2 separate regions of the Gossypium arboreum genome follow, and region 2 is linked to region 1. Evidence: chromatin contacts called from public Hi-C data. All regions are on one chromosome and are shown on one strand. Each heading gives the region's core, a stretch centred on a gene start, on an enhancer-like site or on the middle of the called end of the contact. The rest is flanking DNA. Distances are from core to core; before and after follow the strand shown. Region 1 holds the start of LOC108478650. Region 2 holds the start of LOC108477784 (basic leucine zipper 4-like).

What was found. Hi-C and Micro-C count contacts between places; a contact is called where the count stands out from the background.
Region 2: a Hi-C map of leaf shows a contact between it and region 1, with 1.8 times the contacts expected there. The contact joins the promoter of LOC108477784 here to the promoter of LOC108478650 in region 1. A contact is called at or near these places in 2 of 5 Hi-C or Micro-C datasets (both in leaf).

What each region holds. Positions count from the first base shown.
Region 1 is chr12:45,730,109-45,736,362 of ASM2569848v2, reverse strand. It overlaps LOC108478650, which reads left to right and starts at 2,242. Exons shown (of 8, transcript XM_053023441.1): 1 at 2,242-2,721; 2 at 2,803-2,845; 3 at 2,951-3,065; 4 at 3,151-3,195; 5 at 3,264-3,323; 6 at 3,461-3,565. The coding sequence starts at 2,838.
Region 2 is chr12:45,865,138-45,871,391 of ASM2569848v2, reverse strand. LOC108477784 (basic leucine zipper 4-like) reads left to right here and starts at 3,477. Exons shown (of 1, transcript XM_017780278.2): 1 at 3,477-4,421. The coding sequence starts at 3,567. The coding sequence ends at 4,133.

The sequences.
Region 1 (6,254 bases), core at 993-3,492:
GCTACCACAATCACCAGAACAATCACACACAAATTATATCATTCAATTCGATTTAAAAATAAAAACATTAAACCATTACAATCACATGCACATTAGTATTTATGAATATAACTAGAACTAAATCAAGCTTTTAGATACAATAGAATAGATTCGAGCATGATTAAGGACCAAAATACAATTTTTTTCAAAACTTTAGAAATAGGTATCGATACTTATTGAATTCGTTTTGGCGTTTTGCCAATTTGGAATTTTGAAAACAATACATTTTTATTGATACCTTTAAAAGTGTCTTTCTTTGACAAATAAGTATCAATACTCTTTATAGGTAGGATACCGCGTCAATACTTAACGATCCGTCAAGAGTTTTGGCGGAAAAATGAACTCAAATAGCTTAATTAGGTACACTTTTTTTACGAGGAGCTTAATTGATTTTTTTAAAATTATTTTCAGAGGACTAATTTGACATTTTAACATTTTCAATACCTGATTGAAAACGAAATTTTAACTAATACACAAGGGTAAATACATAAATTTTAATAAAATATTGTAATATTCACATTTTAAATAATTCACGTACAATTACATATCAATATATTAAAATAGAAAAATATTATTTATTTTGATTTTGATTTTTCATTGATGTTAAGATTCAAAATTTATGCTATCTTTCATTTATATTTTGAATTTAAATTTATAATTTCATATTGGTACATTATGAAAATTATATTAATTATATTTTAAAAAGTTATTGAATTGTATTACTACATTATAATTTAATAATATTACATGTGTAGCCCTGAAATTAAACCTAGTATATATAAAAACAAGAATTCAATTTTTAAACTTTTCATGTTTTTAACATTCTATTTACTTTTTAATTAATAAAAAAGCTATAAATATGATAAATTAATAAACTATTAAACAAAAATCTAAAATAAATATAAAATTCAAATTCAATCCCAACTTCAGTCGGACAAAATGCGAACCTTTTCATACTACAATATTTTCGTAGTAAAATCCGCTTACAGATTAGTGCATGCTAAAGAGGTTGAGACTGAGGGACTACATAGCTAAGAGAGAGACAAGTTTTGTATCAGAACGCCGAATAACCCTTTGGAGATTAATTTTACCTAGCAAGGTTTGTTTTTTAGCTAAAGATTGCTTCATGATCTGCCACCAATAAGTGTGCAATTTGAGGGGGGCAAGGTACTGAAGATGATATTCACCCTTTTATGGACATGCGTTGCTTTCAATCAGCCCAGTTTCAGCTTAGTTAGAGGGCACCAATTTGATTAGATGTTTGATTAGAAGTGGTTACTATGATGGAAGCCTAGCAATACTCTTCAAGGCCCAGTGGCTATTTGATTTATATGTTTGATATGTCGAAATCGAGAGCAATGCTTTATTGGTTATTGGAATATGTAATATCATAATAATAATGGTAGAGGTTTATTCTATTCAAAAGTCTATGCGGCTAAATCTCATCTATAAATTCTGTTTATTGTAAATATAAATTCAAATTTGAGTATAATTTTTTTCGTATCCTATATGAAATTAGACAAAATTTCATTTAGTTGTATCATTATTGAATTAATTTATGTCATTTGATAAATAATGAAAAAAGAGTGGGATTTTTTTGAGAAATGGGAAATTTAAAATGTTTGGGGATGAAAATAGAAAAATGTTTACAATACTTAGGCCGAATCAGATGCAATTTGAAAGATTTTGTGCGCTCATGGATCGAAGCTTAACGGAAGAACTTTATAAGTTTCGAAAAATTGAATATGCAATGAAAGAAATTAAATTTCAATTTATTTGTGAAAACATATCAATTGGTGGAACTACCGATAAAAGAAAAGGATGTCGAACTTAGTTTAGTTATTTAAGCTTTTTTTTTTTGTGTGTCTAATTAGGTACTTGAACTTGGCTTCATAATTCAAATTGGTTTAAATAAATCATTCATTGTAAATATTAATTTAAAAAAAAAAAAGAATTAAATTTAAGTACCAATTTAAACTAAAACATTAAATTCAAATATTTAATTGACCCAAAAAAATTTAGTTACCAATTTAAAACTTAGGAGGAGGTTTAAGTTGGTGGTAGTCAATGGCTAATCAGTTTATGGAATCATTGAGCAGTCTAATGGCAATACTGCCACGAAAAGATGGTAAAAACTCTTAGAAAGGAAATAATATTGGACTTGAAAAAAAGAAGTGATTTAGTGGGCTAGATCCCAGCCGATTGAAAACCTAATCCAAATAAGCAGCCCACACAATAGAAACGTTGATGATCTCTCAACCACCAATCCAGCAACAAGAAATTCCTCCCTCCACAAATTTCATCAAATAAAATTGGGGTCAAAATAAATCGACCATTTTTTGTTTCTTGGAAAGTTTTCAGTTTCCCACCCTCTGTATCCCTACAATGACCACCTTACCTTCACAAAACCTGCAATCGGTGCGACCTCTATATTTTTCTTCAATTAATTCTCTTAAATTTGGATCTCAAATTCCTTCATTAAAATTCCCCATTTCTTCTCCTATAAAACTAAAACCAGCCAAGCTTTTCACATGCAATAATGGCACCAACAACTCTGGGGTCGTGGGAAAAGCCTCTACCTCTGAATTCAGTGCAGATATAGGTGACGTCCTTGGGGATGTTACCATTTTCACTGCTGCTGATCAGCCTGTCATTCTCAAAGACCTTAGGGACCAAAACCAAGTAAATTTTACTCCTTTCTTATTGCTAAAAACTTGCTCCGATCTTTGCCTTTTATTAATTTATTCTCTTTACCCCCAACAGGGAATTGCAGTTGTTGCACATCTACGCCATTTCGGATGCCCTTGTTGGTCCTCACTTGACTGGGCGTTTATTTATTTATTTATTTATTGTATGTGTAAATTTATATGATTCATTGCTAAACAAGTTATGTTCTTTGATTCATTATTAGCTGGGAACTTGGTTTAGAATTGAAAGAAGCAAAAGCAAGATTTGAATCAGCTGGAGTTAAACTGATTGCAATCGGCGTTGGTACACCTAACAAAGCACGTTTGCTTGCAGAACGGGTACCATTGATACCAAATTTATTATTATTATTATAATTATTGTTGTTAACAAATTTCATAAGTTGGCTCACTGAAATTGATTCAGCTACCATTTCCAATGGATTGCCTTTACGCTGATCCAAACCGAGAGGTAATATCAGTGTGTTAATGGATCCATATTTTCCCTTTAATTGGTTTTTTTAACATTCTCCTTTTCAGGCATATGATATTTTGGGCCTATATTATGGCTTTGGTCGTACATTTTTCAACCCAGCAAGTGTACATCTCTTTTCCATTCTCTGCAGTATTTTGTTCTCGATTTTTCAGATTTCAGTAATTTTGGACACAAACATCTATTACATTGATGGAGTGTAAAAATAAAACAAACACATGCTTGTCAATCATACACTGTCTAGGTCGTGCAGACTAAAGTGTTTTCAAGATTTGAGTCCCTGCAAGAAGCTGTAAAAAACTACACAATTGAGGCCACCCCTGACGAAACAAGTAGTGTACTGCAACAGGTAAGCCTAATTTCATTTTAGCTTGTATAACCCTAAATTCACTGTTATAATATAAGTTTTCCTCTTTGATACTATCAAGGAGGGATGTTTGTGTTCAAAGGTAACAACTGTTATATGCTCATAAAGATGAAGGAACCGGCGATCATGCACCTTTAGATCAAGTGTTTGATATATGTTGCAAAGTTCCAGCATGATGATAAAGTTAAAATACATCTACTTGTATAGAATTTGAGATTTAGTCCCTGTATTTTAAAAGTTTAAAATTTAATCCTCCTACTCTTTTAATTTAAAATTCTTAATTCAATCATTACCATCGTTGGTAGTTTTTGTCTACTTATTATAGACGGATATAATAAATATATTAGATTGATTTGAAAATGTATAGGCATGATATTACAATTATATTGATAAATTCAATTTATTTATTGTTAAAATATTAATTATAAAAAAAATAGTTAAGAAAGTGTATAAAACTAATTTAAAAATATAATAGTGTATAAAGATCATTTCCTATTCATACATACACATGGAGGAAATCAAAAGTATAAATAAGGGATTAAAGGGTATATATAAAAATTTAAAGTAAATAAATTGTTAGGAAAAAAACTTATAAAGTTTATTTTATTTAATTTTAGAAAATATATTTTAATGTAAAAATACTCTCTTTTTTAATATTAAGAACAACATTTCAAGGACCTTACATGTTATATTAAATTTTGAACAAGATGATTTCTTTTTGCTATTTAAATTTGGATTATCCAACAATAAACAACTTAATATGAAAATATTAGATATAATTTTATATTGCAAAAGCTATATAAATTAATTTTAAATACCCTGCAAATGTAAAATTTTAATATGAATTATAATTTTAATGTTGAAAACCTTTAATCTAACTAAAATAATTAAAATACACATAAAATTATTTCATAATACAAAAGAAAAATTTAAAAAAAACACATTAGAAAGTGTCACATGTTGAGTTTATATAAGATACCTTTAAGAATTATGTTAGTGGTTGAATCATCAAATCATCAATTTAACAATAATCAAATAAAATTTTAAAAATTATAATCCATTGAATCGTCTGCTTTTTTTCTTGGTTTTCAATTTTTTACCATTTCACAGTGGTTTGCTTTATTTCCAATTATATATTACCTATTAAACTGATTAGACCATCAGTTCTTGATTCAATTAATTCAATTCACCGGCATAATCCGATTGTGACAATACTAGATATCTTAATGATTTAAAAAATTGTATTTCCTTTATCCTTTGAACATATAATAAAAAAAGAATAAAATAAATGATATTGGTTACTAAGGGCTAAACCTCCTCATCGGCCAGGCCAGTCGGCCCAACCCATGGCCTGCTCAAAAAGTGAGAGGGTTTGGACAAAAATATAGGCCTAAAAAATGGGTTTGGACAAAAAAATAACGCCCGTTTTAAAAATAGGCTGGGCCTCGAGTAAGATATTTTTGGCCTAAGCCCGGCCTAAATTCACTAAATAACAAAAAAAATCCGCTATTTTTTATTATTTTAATGATATTTTCTTGTTGTTTTCCTCCTATTTTGCTACCATTTCACTATTATATTGCTACTATTTTATTGTTATTGTTTGGATATTGTATAATACTTATTTTATTGTTAATTTTATTATTATTTTAGAGACATTTTCTTATTAAGTTGCATCTATATTAGTATTATTTAAATATATATATTTTAAAATTTATTTTCAATTTGTTTGAAAATATTTATTTTAATATTTTTAGTATTTTGATGTATTATATATATTTCAAAATTATGCAAAAATAATATAATATAAAAAATTAATATAAGGGCAATTTGGGTCGAACTCGAGTTTTAACATTTTTATTTGGGCTAAATTTGGGCAAATTTTTGGTCGGGCCCATGCGTAGCAAATGGGTCAAAATTTTTACTTGGGTCCAGCTCGACCCATGATCACCTCTACTAAGGACTAATGTTGGCATTGTTGTTATTGAGAAATGTTTTTGAATAAGTGTTTTTAGAAAGTGCTATGGGGAAGTGTCACGGAAAAGTGTAGCTTGTTAATTTTAAGTGTTTGACGTTGGTATTAGAATTTGTAGTGGAAAGTTAAAATGTCTATTTTATACATGACGTTAAAAATTAAAAATAAATTATTTTAATTAATATTTAAATAATTTAATATAGTCATACATAAAATGTACATTTTAAATACATCTTAATAATTAATAAAATTATTTATAAATTTAATGATACATGAAATATTTTAAAATTTTAAATATAATGATACAAAAAGTATTATTTTTAAATACATTTATTTTAATAAAATTTTCCTTCAATACCCAAAAGTCAATAGGATCAAAAACCCAATTTTTTTATTTGGGTAAAAAAGTAGCTTTCCACCGTGCTTTTTCAACCCAAAGTCGAGTGTTTCGCACTACTTTTCAGATTGAAAATCACTTTTTCACCTCAAAATAGCAATGCCTAATGGGACTGAAATTTAGTGTACCAAATTACGAATTAAAAAATAAAATAATAAATTTTGTGAAGAAAGCATAATTTTATTTTAATATTTTTATAATACTATAATCTATACTATTATTAAAGCACTTGAATTAATTGGTATCATGAGTCAACCGAACATCAATTTAGTTAGACAAATTATAGAATTATTTTTTGTAAT
Region 2 (6,254 bases), core at 2,228-4,727, 130 kb before region 1:
CCCGCCATTTTTCTACATTTATATTTCCTCTAAAGTTGTTTTAAATCCCATAAAAAATCTCAGTCACGGAGCTATAATTGAACAAGTGAAGCAACCGTAGCAAAAATATCATATACAACAAATATTATTTGAAATTCAGACTTACTTGGCCTTAAATGTGATTGGATGGAAGTGAATTTTTTAGAATTTTAAAAATTATTTTTTTAATCTAATGCGTATTTAATTTTTCTTAAAAGTTTATTTAATTTTTTTAAAAATTTTTACAAATATTGAATGTAACACCTTGAACCCGGCCTAAACATCATAGTTAAATCTAGAGAGTTACACTAAACCATTTTTGAGACGTTCAACTTATATAATTAAAATTCAAGCAATCCAAAATCATTTAAACATTTGTAAACAAACCATAAGGATCCCATCTTTTAAAAACAACATTCCAAAAGTTTGCAATAGTATAAATCCAGTTAAAATAGTAGAACGACTAAACGAAAAGGCTGAGCTCTTGATACGCCAACTTGCCTAAGTCTAAGGGTTACTTGAAATCCAAACAAACAAATAAAAAGAGCTTGCAAGCTCTGTGTGTAACATGTTTAAACAATTTAACAAAAATGATCTTAGACATGCTTTTGGATCTTTATTCAGACAGATTTTAGAATCAAAACCAAAATCAGAAACAACGTATATTAGATACAAATGTAGAGCATATCAGAAATAGATTCAAATCTTACCCCCATCCACTACACACTATCTCCAAGCATCGCTACACACTATATAGGGTATCAAGTACTCATCCATCCCTACATACCGCATAGTGACTATATGTCACATTTCAGATTATTTGCAGGCTAGCTTCCAAATTAGAGTGCGATAAATTGCTAGAATCATATATGTATGTGGCTTAGTCAACAGAGTCGACAAATTATTAAACTGCCCACACTTCCTTCTTTAATGCAAATCCCATCCCAATGCATATGCAGAACTAACAGATAACAGAGATAGGTATATAGTGATACAAATTCAGAACATACTTAAATAATTCATATCATACTTACTTAGCAGATATCATATAAGACATATATACAAAAACAAATTATACGCCAATAGATCATCAGATAGCAAGTTTTACAGCTTAATCCAGATCATACAGACCCTACAGAAGGCCTACGTTCGATTAGAATGATGTTTACGGTTCTAAGAAGAATTTCAAAATTTTGGCCCACAAACCCATGTGGATTTACATGGCCTACTTGGCTGGCCCTTGTGGCCCACACGGCCTGACACACGACCGTGTGGCTCATATCAGTGCCTCACACAGTTTGTCACACTGTCATGTGACTCAAGTCAAAGAGTTACACGGTCTAGCACCCGGCCTAACACACGCTCGTGTGACTCAAGTCAGAAAGTTGCATGCTCTGATACATGACTTGGCACACAGCCGTGTGGAGTCTGCAATCCCAATTATGGCTTTCTCTATTCGCTGATTTCTTGGGTTTTCATTAAACACTTGATACGAATTCGATGTAGAAGCAAAAATGCTGATTCTAGAACCTAAAAACGACATTCAAGTGACCAATCAGACCATTTATTCACAATCAAATCACTAGAATTAACATCTAAAACCGTAGTTACATTTAAGAACTTCGACAAAAAATCCTCAAAATGAAAACTAACGTTTACCGATAAACAAGCAGCAATTACACAAAGCTTAATTTGTTGGAGAAACATTAGACGTCGCTCACTCCTCTCCTGATTCGAACAAACCAATTAAACCAACAACCAACGAAGAATCAATCTTTACAAAGATCTCAAGAAACAAACTGAAAAATTCACTAAACTAATAATCTATAAATAGAATTACACACTTACCCGAATGAATTAGAACACCTAACAGTATATCGAGCGAAGAATTCCCACACTAATGTCAAGAATTGAAGCAAAAGTAAAAGAAAAGAAACTAAAAAGAAAACACAAGGAAAACAAAAGGGAACAAAAAATCGACAAATTTTGGGAAAAATAAAAATAAAAAAGTGGAGAAAAAATAAATTGATTAAGTGATTTAAAAAACAAAACTTATTTATTTAAAAAAAAAATGCCAAACATTTCCTTATTGCTTCCATAGAGACTTGAACGCAAAACTAAAGAATTAGTTAAAGCTTTACCACTGAACCAGTAAGCCCATTGTTAATATAAATTTACATAGAATTAAACTTAAGTTGAGAGTTCAAAGACAAAGGTTGAGTAAAAAAGATAACAAAAATTTCCAATAGTGGGACTTAAATCCCTAATCTCAAACGCACAATCAATGCTCCAAACCACTGAAGTAAATACATATCTTATGACTAAATTTAACAAACAAAAGTTTAAAATTTTGAGGCGTTACAATGAAGGTTAAAGTTATTGGATTTTTTAGAATTTGAACATAATTTTGTAAACATTAAGGGTTAAATTTTTTGAATTTTTTTAATATTTAAGATCAAATTAATAGAATGCCTAAACATTAGAGGGTTGAATTTGTTATTAGACTAATAAAAAAAGGGCTTTCCGTCACTCATCTAACGGCAACTAATGGGGGAATGATTAAATTATTTAATTTCTAAAAGTTTAGTGATTAAATAAAAAAACAATAGCTAGGTGACTAAAATAGAACTAAAGACATAGTTAGGTGACTATTTTATAATTTACCCTTAATTGTTGTATATAATCTGATTTATATACTAAATACATATGTTTATGTTTAAACTTTTAAGAGTGAGGTTGGGCGAAGAATTTTAAATTTTAGAGATTTTTAAAATGTTAGTATTTTAGAATTCATAAAATCAAAATGGTAATAATTGTAATTGATTAGTTTGGATAAATAGTTCTTCTATGAAAACTTGAAATAATGAAATTTTACAAACTAAAAATATAATTATAAAAGAAAATTAATAATATAGAAAATATTCAATATGAATATCATTAGATTTGTAAAATTATAAATATTTTAACCAAATAATTTAAAAAAAAACTAAAATTATGTAAAATAAATCGGATATCAAATTCCTCAAAAAAAAATTAATTACTATATTATTATTACCGAAACAACACTCTAAATCCTTGGTTGAAACACACACCTTATGGCATAACATTGTACTGAACTTTGTTGAAAATTTTGGAAAATGATCCATGACTATGAGGAAGTAGGAATTTATGTGATGTTCCTTACATTCAGGAACTTCCTAAGAAGCAGGAACTTAAATTTCTTTCACATTCCTGTTCATTAGTTGAATTAAATTAATTATGGGGTAATGATGCCGCCCCAGAAAAGTTTGATTAAATTATAATAAAAATTTAAAAGTAGGCCTCATAGATGGACATGATCGAATGCTTTTGATCTGATGGAGACTTGAACCATCTATCTACTCCCACCCATCACCTAAATAAATGGCTTTTTAATTAACTCTACTTTATTGATAATATTACCAAACTACCCTTAAGCTGCCCATAAATACAGGCCTCCTACGCTGCATTTCTTCCCTTTTCTCCTCCTCTTCTTTCCCCATGTATGTTTGTTATTCTTAAAGGAAGCCATGTTGTCCACTGTTCCGGCCATTATTTCCTCCAATCCCATGATGGAAAGTGATCCATTTCCCTCTCTCCAAAGCGCTTGGGATTGCTCCCAACTTTTTTCCACTACCCAATCAGTAGGACCCGCTCGGTCCGGTTCCGCTTCGACTGAACTGAACCAAACCCAAACCCAAACCCAAACTCACTCCAATTCCGGTTTGGACGAATCAAACAAAACGCTTTCCATCATCGATGAACGAAAGAGAAGACGCATGATATCGAACCGGGAATCGGCCAGGAGGTCACGGATGCGTAAACAGAAGCATTTAGAAAACCTAAGGAACCAGGCGAACCGGCTTAGAATCGAGAACCGAGAACTGACTTACCGTTTGAGGTTCCTTTTGTACCACTGTCATCGTGTAAGGACTGACAACGACCGCCTCCGATCCGAGTCCACTCTGCTCCGACAAAAATTGTCGGACATGCATCAAAATTTGCTATTCAAGCAGCTGCAGCAGTTTTCATCTGCATGGCCATGCAATAATGTGACTGTCATGTCCGAACAAATTCCACCACCATTAATCATCTAAACGCATACATATATTAAACTTCACAATAAAACTACATTAAATTTCTCTCCAAAAGCGAGAAACTAGCTATCTCTTTCTGTAAATTAAAATGGTGTTAGAGAAAGAAAATGGATGGGTTTTTTTTCTGTCTTCCTTTTTTGCTAAAGAGATACGAAACCACAGAGTATTATAGTGTAGAAATAAGTTGAGTCAGTGTTTGGTTTTTGTCAACGTTATTTTTGTTTTCTTCTTTTTTATTGTTAGCTTTGAAAAATCCCTCCCACTATGCAATATAGCAAATCATTGAAACTTACTTTTTTATTATTTTGTATATCTCATCCTAATGTCTCAAAGTTATCATTTAATTTTGGGTTTCATTTCATCACTCCATTGGGTTTCTAAGATACCCTTGCTCTAATATTATATATGATAAAATATATTGGTGTTGGTAAACTATTTAAATTTGATTCGATAATTATTAAATTAAATTCGAACTTAATAATACTTGATTTGAACAGTTCACAAGTTATATTGAGCTTTTTATTTTTTTTATTTTGTTAAATTATGTAATTATTAAGTTGAGTTCAAATTTGAATACAAAAATTGATAAATAAATTTAATCGATCTCGAACTTAAAAATATATCTTTGATCAAATTCGAGTTAAATATTAAACTTTAAATTTTAAATCAAGTTGGAACTTAATAATATTTAGGCTCGGCTGAATTTGATTATGCTCCTAACAAAAACAAAAAGAAGTTATTGAAGGGTAAGGTTGTCCTTCCCTTTGGCATAAAGTGAAATAGAATATGCTAAAATTAACAGTGAAGGAAAGGTTTTAACGGCTAATGATGAATCCCCTTGCGGCCCCAAAAAATTCAACTATATTTCAGAAATAAATTTAGATTATAATAAAATGTAAAGAAGATGTGATAGAGAAATGAAGGATGTATGGACTACCACTAGAATTTAGATCACCTATTTTTAATTAAGTTTAGTTTTATGATGAGCGTGGAGATCTTCCCACTAAACCCCAATCCAATCACTTTATCATCCTTCCTTCAATAAAAGAAGAGAATATAAATATCTTCCCACTTGAGCCACAAAAGATCTTGCACCTTCTGTGTTCATCCACAATTCTTGATTGCGTTTGCCACAAATCCAACATACTACTGGGTGCACCCCACTTATTTACTTCTTCTGATTGCTTCATTTTTAGTTGTAAAAATTATAGTTAAAAGATAAAATATTTGAAACTAAATCTATATCAATAACAAATGAAATATAATTTTTAAGTAATTAATATAATTTGGTTGTAAAATTAATGATACATAAAATATTTTAAAATATAAATAAAACAATAAATAATATTTAAATTAATATAAAGATTCATAAAATATAAATTAATTTAATTATTATTTACTTTTAAATAATCAATATAAATAATGATATTTTAATAATTTCACTTTAAAATAAAATTTAAAAAAAAACTAAATTACCTAAATATCAACTTTTACATTTGAATTGAAAGTTACTTTTTGGAAAAAAAAATTTTATTGAGAAGTTAAATATTCTCTGTTACTTCTATTATGGAAAAACACTTTTGATTTTGCAAAAGCAATGGAAAACAACTTTGTATCAAGGTTATTTGAATTGCACCAGGTTTTTAATTTTTAAATATTTTTTTTAAAATTTTTAATAATTTATTTAATCGAATCAAATGATTCGATTGAATAGATTAAACTAATTATTTGACTAATTCAACCATCAATCTAATTTCTCCCCCAAATCACATAAGTTTATAAAGAAAGCTCATGAAATTTCTAAGGTGATAATATGGTTTTTTTTTTTAATAAAAGTACTCTAAATTTTTTTGATTAATTACGAAAATGGGCTAACTTAAAAATCATGTATGAAAATGACATGATTTCTACAATATTTGTCGATACCATCAGACACATCAACGGCACCGACCCCCACATCAGCCAATGATTGCATTTTTTCAACAAAAAAAAAAAAAATAGTGATGTTGCCGGAAAAATTGGCAGCATAGAACTGAAGTGTGATTATATAAGATGTTTAGGAACTTGATGAAGCAATTACCATTTTTAGATTGGCTGAAAAAGGGTACATTTTTTCAACTT